Linked DNA regions of Mus musculus: region 2 is linked to region 1. The links are chromatin contacts, called in public Hi-C maps. All regions are on one chromosome and are shown on one strand. Each heading gives the region's core, a stretch centred on a gene start, on an enhancer-like site or on the middle of the called end of the contact. The rest is flanking DNA. Distances are from core to core; before and after follow the strand shown. Region 1 overlaps Ntrk3 (neurotrophic tyrosine kinase, receptor, type 3). Region 2 has its middle 17 kb from the start of Mrpl46.

The links. A called contact is a pair of places that touch in the nucleus more often than the background predicts.
Region 2: a contact with region 1 is called in a Hi-C map of cerebellum, with 2.2 times the contacts expected there. The contact joins two enhancer-like sites. A contact is called at or near these places in 1 of 15 datasets of contacts at CTCF or cohesin (the NIH/3T3 cell line) and 1 of 484 Hi-C or Micro-C datasets (cerebellum).

What each region holds. Positions count from the first base shown.
Region 1 is chr7:78,383,178-78,388,784 of GRCm38.p6, reverse strand. All of the region lies in intron 11 of Ntrk3 (neurotrophic tyrosine kinase, receptor, type 3), which reads left to right. Among named protein-coding and RNA genes, the nearest start is that of Gm39038, 190 kb to the left of the region's middle. Within about 2 kb of position 2,639, at least 12 of the 459 cell types and tissues checked have an H3K27ac peak or open chromatin away from gene starts, as enhancers often do. A contact at or near this core is called in cerebellum, where this site is marked.
Region 2 is chr7:78,763,602-78,769,208 of GRCm38.p6, reverse strand. No RefSeq gene overlaps it. Among named protein-coding and RNA genes, the nearest start is that of Mrpl46, 17 kb to the left of the region's middle. Within about 2 kb of position 2,933, at least 31 of the 459 cell types and tissues checked have an H3K27ac peak or open chromatin away from gene starts, as enhancers often do. A contact at or near this core is called in cerebellum, where this site is marked.

The DNA.
Region 1 (5,607 bases), core at 1,390-3,889:
AAATGTGAATTTGGGGAGGTGTTTATCCAAAGATGGCCATGGCTTGAAAGACATTGATTATAATAACAATCTGCATCAAGTGTAAAATAGCGAGGTCAATAGGAGTTTTCATTGGTGAGCATGGGTTTCATGTCGAGTCCTGCACTAAGTTTTCTTTACATAGCATGTGGTTACTTGACTACATTATTATAAATTAGGGACGCACAGAATTTTTACTTTACAGGGACACAAGGTGAGCAAGACACCTTCAATAAGAGAGATCCGGAGCTTGAATCCAGAACATGTCCTTAGATTCTTCTAACTTTGCTCTCTTCTGTGCACATGGAGCTGCTCAGTGCTGGGGCTCTTTGACTCAGGCCCCTGTGAGCCCACTGCCCCCTCCCACAAACTTGCCCTAGCAGCTTTTTTGAGCCTGTGTATTTCTGCTGAACAAGCATGGCTGGTCTGACCCGCCACGAATTGAGCTGCTGAGCACGTGTAGAATCACGTCGTGCTTTTAACTGCAGGCAAAACCCATCCCCCTGGGAACTGTCCTAGTTTAAGGGTATAAAAAAAAAGAGGCAGTCATGTTAAAATAGAGATAAATACTATAGACACAGAGAAACATGGAAATAGATCCTGGAGGAATGGTAGGTACCCTATCTAAATAGATACCAGAGATAAGTACATGGAAACCATAGATAATTATTGTAGGGAGGTATGCTCCATGGGAGGTTCTCAGGATAAATATATCGACTTTGTGGAGAGTAGAATAATGTGGAGGGTGTGAAATGAAAACGATGTGTGGGAGGTTGTACAACTCTGAGGGGCTGTGCTGAATGGGACCCAGCCCCTCAGTGATGTTCACTCAATGGAGCTGATCCAAATGAAGGTCTGAAATACGTAGGCAGATTGCACACTCCCAAGAAGGCACCAGACAGTTTACAGGGAGGAAAGTGTGAGGAGGGTAAATGAGACCTAAGAGTGGGGCAGAGGCAATGAAGGGGGACCTGGGAGAGGTGGCAGTCCTAAGCCCTGTAAGCTGACAAGGGTATGGAAGGCATCCAGAAAGAAAGTAGATCATTGAGAAGAGGAACAAGGGGTTGGGCCTTTTTCATGGAGGAGTGCAAGGCTCCAGTCCTTGGCATTAGGAGAGGTGAGCAGCATATTCACTAACCAAGTAGGGGAACCAGCTGAGTAGGCTGTCTGCAATACACCCAGGACATATATTGGGAGATGGCAGCTCCATACAACACAGAGAGGGGTCATTCCAAGGTATCATGTTCTCATCATTGATTACCATGGTGACCTATTGTGTAGAGGATTGGCCAACTCTTCCTCTATAGCCTGTGGGGGATGAACTTAGAATAGGCAGCTGCTCACTTGTGCTTTTCCTCTCCATGAGTTATCTTGGTCTTCCCTGTCTAGCTAAGGAATCACTGGAAGGTCCTTGTGCTTCTGCTAGCCACATATTTCTGATTGTGTTGGATGACTGTAGAACAGTGGTTTTCAACCTGAGGGTAGTATTCTCCATAGAGGTCATATCAGATATCCTGCATATTAGATATTTACATTAAGATTCAGAACACTATCAAAATTAAAGTTATCAAGCAGCAATGAAAGTAATTTTATGGCTGGAGGGGTGTCATAGCATTAGGAAGGTTGAGAACCACTGCTATAGAATCTTTGTTCAGGGACAGGGATTTTTATTCAAAATAGGCATGAATGGACTGGGAGCAAAGATAGCAGGACTGTGTCCATCTGGTTTTGTGGCTTCAATTGGCTTTTGAAGTAAAGGATGAGGGCAGGGGTTGATGGCATTAGGTGTAGCCTTTTATACCAAATAGTAATTTGTCAAGATTTGTAGGTAGGCAGTCTGCCACCACAGATGGGGCCACTTTTCTATGGTGACCAATTGCTTATCACTCTCTTACATGCCTGAGATTCCCTCTGAGTATCTTGTCTTGCTTTGGGTTGGGTTAAGGACTATGGATCATAAAATCAACCTAGTCTTCACTTCCCATGACTTTGATCTTAGAATTATTTCCGCTAAAAGGCCAAGCTGCAGTTCTTTGTCCCCAGGGAGCAAAAGCTCAGGTAGTTGCTGCTTCTATGTCACAAGCTTTCGGTTCTACACATGATTTAGTTGCTATGGGCTTATCCAAAAATGTCATGAGGCCGAGATGTACGTTCCGGGGCTTAGCCTTGATAGTAGCTTATTTTGGCTGAGTTGACTTTCCTCTGTAAATCAGGGTCTCTCTCTCTCTCTCTCTCTCTCTCTCTCTCTCTCTCTCTCTCTCTCTTTGACAAATAAGAGGATGATGTGATACACGAGGCTTAAGAAGGACCAGGCGAGGAGTACACTGGAGAGGCTCACCAACCTCTAGCTACCCATGAGAGAACTTCCGATGGAATTCAGCAGGGAGTGAGGGGTACATATCCTCTAGTGAGTTAAAATTCCTGACCTGTTTGTAGGCGAGAGAGATTTCCATAAATAAGCTGTGAACCAGTTCCAAGAACACTTCCAATAGGAATTTGGCTAATCACATCTCTAGCTGGACTTGTCCCCAGAGGATTCATGGGAACAAAAGTCATGGGGACAGGCATCCAGATGGCATCTGGTTGGGGTATAGTCTCTGCTGCAGTGATATTCTGGGGTGTCTGCCCAGTCCTGGCTGCCTGGAACACCCTTCTCTAGGTTCCAGGCATGAGGGAGGGTGGCCCAGTGAACAGGCAGCCTTAGCCACCATCTGCTTACCAGGCAGAGCCTCAAACCACCTGATTTGAGGACAGGGGCCATATGGGCTTCTTGAGCTTCCACCTTGCTTACTCTAGACTTTAATTTTAAAGTTCCCTGAACTGGAAACAAGACTAAAAAGAAAGTTTTCTGCTAGCGAGCCAGCAGCTATGATTAGTGTGGATTTATTTTTCTCCCCAGTGATGGATGGTCACACTGCTGCACAGAGCACTGATCCACTGGACACCAGATAGCTTCCAAACTGGGACGTTCTGGCTGCAGGGCAAGGTTGTCTATTTATGAGTAGCAAGAAGCTAGTGTGATTTCTTCCTTTTGCCATCATAGAGAAATATGACTGTGCAGCTTGAGTCAGTGACTGTGAAAGGGACCCTGTTGACCCTTAGCATGGGTGGACATAATCCCTTGGTTTTCATATCTCCCTGATTCATTGCAAAGGCCTGTTATGAAAGATATATCACATAATTGAGACTGTGTCCAGCTTTGTTGACATGAAGAAAGGCAAGATGAAGTCTCTACATTTAAGGAGCCTTTAAACCTACTTAAGAAGAAGAATAAAATGGTTACAGTCATTTATTGTTTTATCTCTAAACTTCTGGGAAATGAGGTAGTGACAGTCAGTGTAGCTCATCTTTGTCCAATAGTAAAGGGACATTGAATTCCAAAATGAAGCAGAAATACAAAACCAGGCATAAGGCACTGGCCTTAACAGCAGAGATCCCACAAACCTGTTTAGAATTGTATTTAGGGTCTTCTTTACAGCTCTTGGATTCCATTATTTCCAGCTTTTCTGGATTAGGACATAGAACTTGTTGGGGGTCTAGAAGCTATACACAGAACATTGTTGGGGATCTAGAAGCTATAGACACAGAAGTTGTATGGAGTTCCAACTATGGATCATGGAGCTAGTTACTCAGCTTCTGTAAGCCTTGATTACCTCATTTGTAAGATGGAGATGAGTCTACATGTGGGACTGTAGGAGTGTTGACCTGGAACAATGAATGTGCTTTTCCTGGCATTTGAAAGGAAAAGTACAGAAAAGGATCAAGAGAAGAAGATTTAGTGATGAGAGTTGTGAAGCTGAGAGGTTGAGGAAGGGAATGCATGGTCTCAAAGTTCTTGGTCCATCTCAAGCATTTCCGAGTGACTACACTCACTGTGTTGGGTTTCCAAAATAAATCACATTTTTGGGTTTTCATAGCACATCGCCACAACCTGGGCGGCTCACAACAATGGAACTGTCTTCTCATAGATATGTGGTCCAGAATTCCAAAGTAAATGCTACTCTTTCTCCAAACAGCTCCTGGATACTTTTCCCTGATCTCTGCCAGCTTCCAGATTTCTGTTGCATTCAAGAAATGTGACTACTGAAGTGCAGACTGTCTTCGTATGACCTCCTCCTCTATGTCTACATTCTTTATTTTCTTATAAGGATGCTTTTCATTTGATTTAAATCTCAGCCTAATCCAGCAGGATTATATTAGAACTACAAAGAGACTATTTCCAATTAAGGTCATATTCTAGAGTTTTAAATGAAGTTATTTCTTTTGGAGTTGGGGACATTAGTCTACTAAGACAGAAGCAAGGAGGTTGTTTTTCTTTTTTTTAACAAATTCATTTGTTTCTTCTGGCTTGCAAGTTTATTTGGACTTTCATGACAAGAGCAACTCATCCACCCACCCACCCAGCCAGTGCAAACTTGTTGAGCAATGCAACATGTGAGACCAATGTGCTGGGCACTGGGCCATGAGAAAAAAATACATGTAACCTGCTAAGTTTAGGGGCTGATACTGGCCATTCTTGCTGGGTTGAGAGGACCCAACTTTCCATAGGAAGGTGGTGGTGGTGGGGCATGAGTTAAAGAAGCCATAACTTCCAACCAGGTCTCTAGGAGATGAGTCAAGAGGCTTGAGTTGGAGCTTTCTGTTAGGCTTGCTGAAATAAGTGGCACCTGGGCTGAGCCTTCAGGGACACAGAGAGTAAATTAATTAGGGAAACTCTTCCCAGACCTTGAAAAGCTCTGAAAGCAGGAAACTTGTGGGAAGACTGCTTAAGAGGACCAACAGCTCTGTTGGGCTATAGTGTGTGTGTGTGTGTGTGTGTGGGGTGTTGGGGGGTGGGGGTGGGGTGGGGTGAGGAAGCAGGACTGAGACTGTACAAGCAGGTCTGTCTTTTCTTTTTCTTCTCTCCATTGACATCAATGCCACTGAAGTATAGAACATCTACTAGGCACACTGTGGATTTCCAGGCACTGTTTTTGACAGTTTACTTCAATTGCTCTTAATGTCAAAGGAAAAGATTGCTAACTTTCAGGTTTTCGTATGAGCTGAATATAGTAATTTTCCTAAGGAGTTGAATCTAGTGCTGAACCCCAGTCTAGGAATTTTCTCCCCAAACATAGAAACTGCTTTAGAAGAGTAAGAAGGTATTTGGTTTCTTAGATACTTTACATGGTAAAAACAAAGAAAATAAGGACTTCTAAAACTCCAGGATTCTGGACTGGGAGGAGAACGGGGCTTTTGCCCTTTGTTACAGAAAACTGTTATACCAACACCCAGTAGACCAAGAAAGGTGGTTCCTCATCCCTCTGACTAAATAATAATGAGATAAGCAATAGTAAAGACAATGAATGCAGAGTTAATTTGGGTGTAAATATCAGGAAGTGCTGAAAAATTTTGCTTTAAGATGAACATGCATTTCTCTTTTGAGAAGTGCTTTGGACAGAAAAAAATCTAGGGTTTCCAGTCTGTCTCCATTATCATCAGAGCCTTTCTCTCTATGTTTAGACTCCGCTATCTTTGTTCTTTTTCTTCAGGGCTAAGTTGGTAGCTAGAGACTCAGTCATTATGCCAATGTTACAGAAGCAAGAGAAA
Region 2 (5,607 bases), core at 1,684-4,183, 380 kb before region 1:
GAATGAGGAGGAGGGAGCCAGGTCAGGACAGACAAGAAAGAGACACAAAGCCATCTGCAGAGGCCGGGACAGAGTTCTGTGGGGTGTAAGAGCAGCAGATGGGAAATCCATCTTTGTGTCTTTGGTTCTTAACTGTCCCAAACAGTTTTAGGCCAGTTATCTGGAGGCAAAGGCAGGCATTTCTGGATCTTCCATGTTGAGTGGATCTAAGTGGCAATGCATAACTTGTCAAAGTCAACTGTGGAGATGGATCTTAGGTGTCACCTAAGTCCAACCTGGCCAGTGTGTCCTCAGATGACGGGACTAATCATGCTTTATCTGATGGAGCCTGTGATGGATATTCCCAGTTGTCAACTTGGCTATATCTGAAATGATCGACAATCCAGAAATGGAAGGCGTGCCTGTGATCCGGATCTTGAGACCGGAAGGCACAGGCTTTGATATGCATCTTGACGTGGGATGACACAAGCTTTTGATATGGATCTTGAGGCATAGTGCCCATGAAAAGCTTAGGCCACTATCCTCTTTAGACATCTTGAGTGCATAAGGGGGCAAAACCAGCTTAGCATGCATGTCTGTCAAAGATGACCCATGACTGCATTTCCCTATCACATGCTACACAGAGAACACTTCTGTACACATCTGCTGTCCTGTCTCTCTCTTCTCTAAAATCTCTCTTGTGAATGCTCTCTCTCTCTCTCTCTCTCTCTCTCTCTCTCTCTCTCTCTCTCTCTCTCTCTGGAACATCACGTCATATGCCTTTGATCATTCACATCACATTCAGCTCCTTGGACATTCACAGCACACACAAGCGTGCACATCAAAAGCTATCAATATTCTAGCCACGCATCCACATACCCTTGAATGTTCACATCACACCCAAAACCCACGATGCTTCTCCTACCACACACGATACAAACCTCTGAGATCGATCCGATACATCGGTACCTCTGATACAACTGTACCTACCACATTCGCCTGCATACATCGATTCCTGCATACCTTGAAACTGATTTGATAATACACGTGCACCTTCTTGAACATTCACATCACACATACACTCATGAATATTCACCTCACGCATCATCTCAGGTCCTTTGCCTCTTGCTCTCAGATCCTCTGTGTGTGTGTGTGTGTGTGTGTGTGTGTGTGTGTGTGTGTGTGTTTGGGGGGAATGTGTGTGATAACCCCTTTAAATACACATCTCATGCTTTCTTACTGACTGGATTCTAACTGGATTTGGCCAGTGAGGGAGAGGTACTGGCAGGAGGTTAAAGGGAAGGGAAGCTAAGGCTAAATATTCCTTCCCACTGCGTGCATACATCGCCTGCTCAGCATCTCTGTGGTCCACAGCCGGCAGCCCTCTTTGATTCACATTCCTGCAGCATGGCTTGCTCCTGGTAGCATTGTTTTCTTCTGCTGTCCCCAGCCCTCAGGGTGATGGCTTTACTCTTGCTCCTCTCCAAATTGCCTCTCCATACCCTGTTTGGTTTCCAGCTCTCTCAACACCATGGGAACTCATTCTCCATGTTGAAAAGTCTCTTTTGAACGACATGGCGTGGGCTACATTTTCCTAACTGCATCCTGACTGATGTTGAGCCAACGCCACGACGATAATGGATTTCACGGTGTCACTTAAACACGCATGTAATGTATTTGGGAGTAACCACCTCCTCATCTTCTTCTTCCATAGTCATCTCTTCAATTTTGGGGGCATCTTCAATTATTTTTTTTCTCTACAGTATACATATGAGAGAGCACCTGTGATAGTATTTTTTGAATCCAGCTTATTTTACTTAATGTCCATTTTCCCATAAATGACATGAGTTTGTTCTTTGTGGCTAGGTAGCACTCCATTGTGTATACATACTACACTCTCTGTGTTCATCTGTGGGTGAACCATTTTGGCTTTTGTGAATCGTTGGTGATCAACACCAGCACGCAGAAGTCTCTGACATGTGTCAGTTTTGATTCCTTTTCAGATAATCCTCAGGAGCAACACTCACAGGAGAGCAGTCTCATCCCTTGCCCGTAGCTCTCTAGGTGTGGTTGAATCTCTGTTGAACTAAATCCTAGTTCATACCATTCAGTATTTTGCTGAGTTCAGTGGCACCTTCTCCTCTGCTTCTCCAGGGCTTTACTGAGCTAAAGCTTCAGGAAGCATCTCTGCCTTCTCTAGGTGGATACAGAGAACAGTGCCCAGCCTCACGACAGACTCCATCTTCTTGGATAGAGTCCATTTGATGGACAGTGTCCTTGCAGAAACTTAAAGGGGCATTTTATAGGACCAGATTTTTGCATCATTTAGCTAGATATGATTTCAGAAGCCACGTGGGTCATCACTACCTGGCTCCTCAGGAAAGAATGGGAGCCATCTCTATCTCCCTAAAGATTTATGGTGTGAGAACTGACCACCGAAACTAAATTCACATTTCATGGACACACCCTTGGGCAAACCACACTTTGATTCTGGCTTTCTTGTTCTCAAAATTATGAGAGATTGTTGCCAGTCATTTATTACTGTTTTCAAAATGCCAAGGGAACTGTATAATCTTGAACAAGTTCTATGCCAGCATGTGGGCCTCGTTTTCTGCATTGGCAGTGTAAGAATGTTGGATTCACGTCCTGGTTGGGGCAGCTGCTGGTTCATGTGCGTCAGGGATTGGGTGAGTCTGTGCAGTACACATCGTATCCACAGGGAGGCGCCACACACAAACGTATATCCCTCCTAGGTACGCTTGGCCAAAAGCTGGGCTGTGGGTCAGAAAGCCCCACTGGCTCTTAGGCTTTCTAGCGTGTTATTACCGCCAGGTGGCCATCTGTCCACAACAACGAGTCAAGGCACGATGGCCACTGCAAACACGCAACTGTATTGCAAGGAAGAAGTCACCAACCAAATCGTTAATGCATTAGCTTAATGCATCAGAAGGAGCTGACAGGATTAAGCTGAGATCACTAAAAGGGTGAGGCAGCTCAGGAGAGGTAGAAAGAACTGGGGGAAAGGGCAAGGACACCAGCTTGCAGGCAGGTTGCCGGCCGCGTACTGGACTCGATGTTACATATTCACAGGTTGGTAGGTTCACCCTGTGTTCTGAGTTTCTCTGACACTCGTGAGATACCAGTTGAAGAAGCAACTCTAGCTGACAGATGAGGGAAGAGCTGGAGGGAGGTGGCTTGCTAGCTAGTCAGTGGCAGAGCTCCATCTTAAGACCAGTCCTCATGTGCCATGATGCCAGGTTCAAGCAGCACACCCAGGATCCTGGAAGCAGCTAGTTTTTACCCGAGCATGGAGTGGGTTCGGTGGAATCTATTCGTCACAGCTCCTGGCATATGACAGGGAAACAGTGCTGACCTTGGCTTCACATGTAGCAGAGAGTGAATCGAAGTGGACTCTTTGAGTCACCTGCTTCTATCCCTTGTTATATTTTGAGACAATAAGGCCCAGAGTTAGTCATTTTGCCAAGGATGGAGCCAAAAGCAAGAGAGTAGGAAATCTTCATCCCCACCTGGGCTTTTGCTCAGATGTCCTGTGGGCTCTGCTTGGTTGTAGTGTGGGATTCCCAGCATTGTTTGGGAGCCTACGGGCCTGCCCAATTGCCCTCAAATGCCAGCCTCCTAGGTGCCAGCCTTGCCCTGCCGCCAGCATCTCCTCCCCTGCTGGCCAAGCTCCTTGGCCTTTGTTAAGACCTGTTGGGCAAAGCAGGGATTACCCAGCATGCCAGGCATGTAGAGGCCAGAGAACCAGGCTCTTGGCTCTGCACAGCTTTCCCTGGGATTACAAGATAATGCATTTGAAGAAACATTAACTCATCCAAGTTTATGGATTATATGGAAACGAAATCGTAGTAATCTCCTCAGCCATCTGGTCCTTGATGCCACTTAGCCAGGACCTCCCAGAAGCGCCCCTCCCCCCAGGTCCCCACACAGGGCTGGGGACAGGGATGGCCATGTTCCTTATTCCTCAGGCCAGGGCAGCATTTTCCAAGGGTCTTGGAAGGGCCAGTACAGTTTGTGCCTTCAGTATCAGAGAGGTGGGCAGGGCAGCTATAGCAGGGCAGAGATGTGGAAAACCATTCATTACCAATAATGCTGCATATGGGCCGTCAACCTGTGTTTGTAATGAAAACCCGACTTTGCAGTTTAGAAAGCATCATTAGGCACATTTCTAGGGTTGGAGTGCTGGGAGGGGAATTTTTCTCCAGATGAGATGCTTGCATCTTCCATCTTTCTAAAGAATCCCGAGCAATGGAATCCCAGCCCTTCTCTGCCTCCAAACCAGGGGATGCAGGTTCTCTGCAGCCAGGACTTTGAATTATGCACTTGTGGCAGAGTGCAATCTCCTGAAGCTGTCTAAAGGGGAGGAAGCGGAACAGGGTGATGTACAGGGGCAAAGCACATGGATTTTGGCTCTAGCCCACCTAGTACGAATTCACTGTCACCGTATGACCCTTAGCAAGTCATCCTTACCTTCTGTGGTTGTTACGTGGAATGAGTGTGTTTATTTAAATTAAAAATTGTTTATTTATCTACGCGTACAGATGCAGCAGTGCGTGTGTGGAAATAAGAGGGCAACTTAGACTACGTGGGTTCCTGAGACTGAACAGAGGCTGTCAAGCTTGGAAGCAAGCACCTTTACCTGCTCAGCCATCTTGCCGGCCCAGATGTGCTTTTTTAAAAAAATCGTTCATTCATTCATTCATTCATTCATTCATTCATTTTGTAGTGCTGGGGGGTTGAACTCATAGACTCACGATGCTATGCAAACACTTTAGCACTGAGCCACACCTGTAGCCCTTAAGTGTCTGCATTTAAAGAAGAATCTTCTACCTGTTGCCAGGGCCCCATTCATTCTGTCTATGAGTGAGGTTGTAGTGGATCCCTCACACCCGTGGCGTGCTGGTAGGTAAGCATTTGGAGGTGGTGGATGGGTGGTAGGTGTCCTTGATATGGTACCTCATGCTGATTTCCTTGGTGTAAATACTCCCGTCAGGGTTAGCTTTGAGGTCCCACTCACTGCAGAGCTGAGAAGAGGGGCATGCTAGTAGCTGTAAAGAGTTGGTTCCAGTGATGCTCAAGCCTGTGGCCCATGGGTGGGAGGAGGTTCCGTAACAAGTATTCCATGGCACAGATGTAGCTCAGAGGTGGAGAGTGCTTGCCTTGCATACGCAAGGCCCTGGGTTTGGTGCCAGCACTGGAAATAAAATGACAGGTGTTCATACTGGTTGGTAAATGGTCACTATTTCAAGAGCCCCTCCCTTATCCCATTAGCCTTGGCCTTCCTCCAGTGAGCATCTTAACCTCTCAGTCATCCATCTACCACAACAGTGGGCCCGAGTCAGTGATCTAGTCAGTGCTACTCCTGGTTGATCATGGCTGAACTGGACCAGTAGATAAATGACTTGGGTATCACAGGCCTGTGTCCCCCAAGATGTTATGTTCGTTTATCTAGTGTCCCTGACTTATGGGCGTGCTTCATTGCTGTCAGCTACTTTCTGAGACCTCCTCCCCTTGCAGTCTCAAAGAATGGCTATAAGACAAGGGACAAACGTTGTATCTGGAGTCTGAACTGGTGTAATTGGAGGTGTCTATCCCCATTAGAATAGAGTC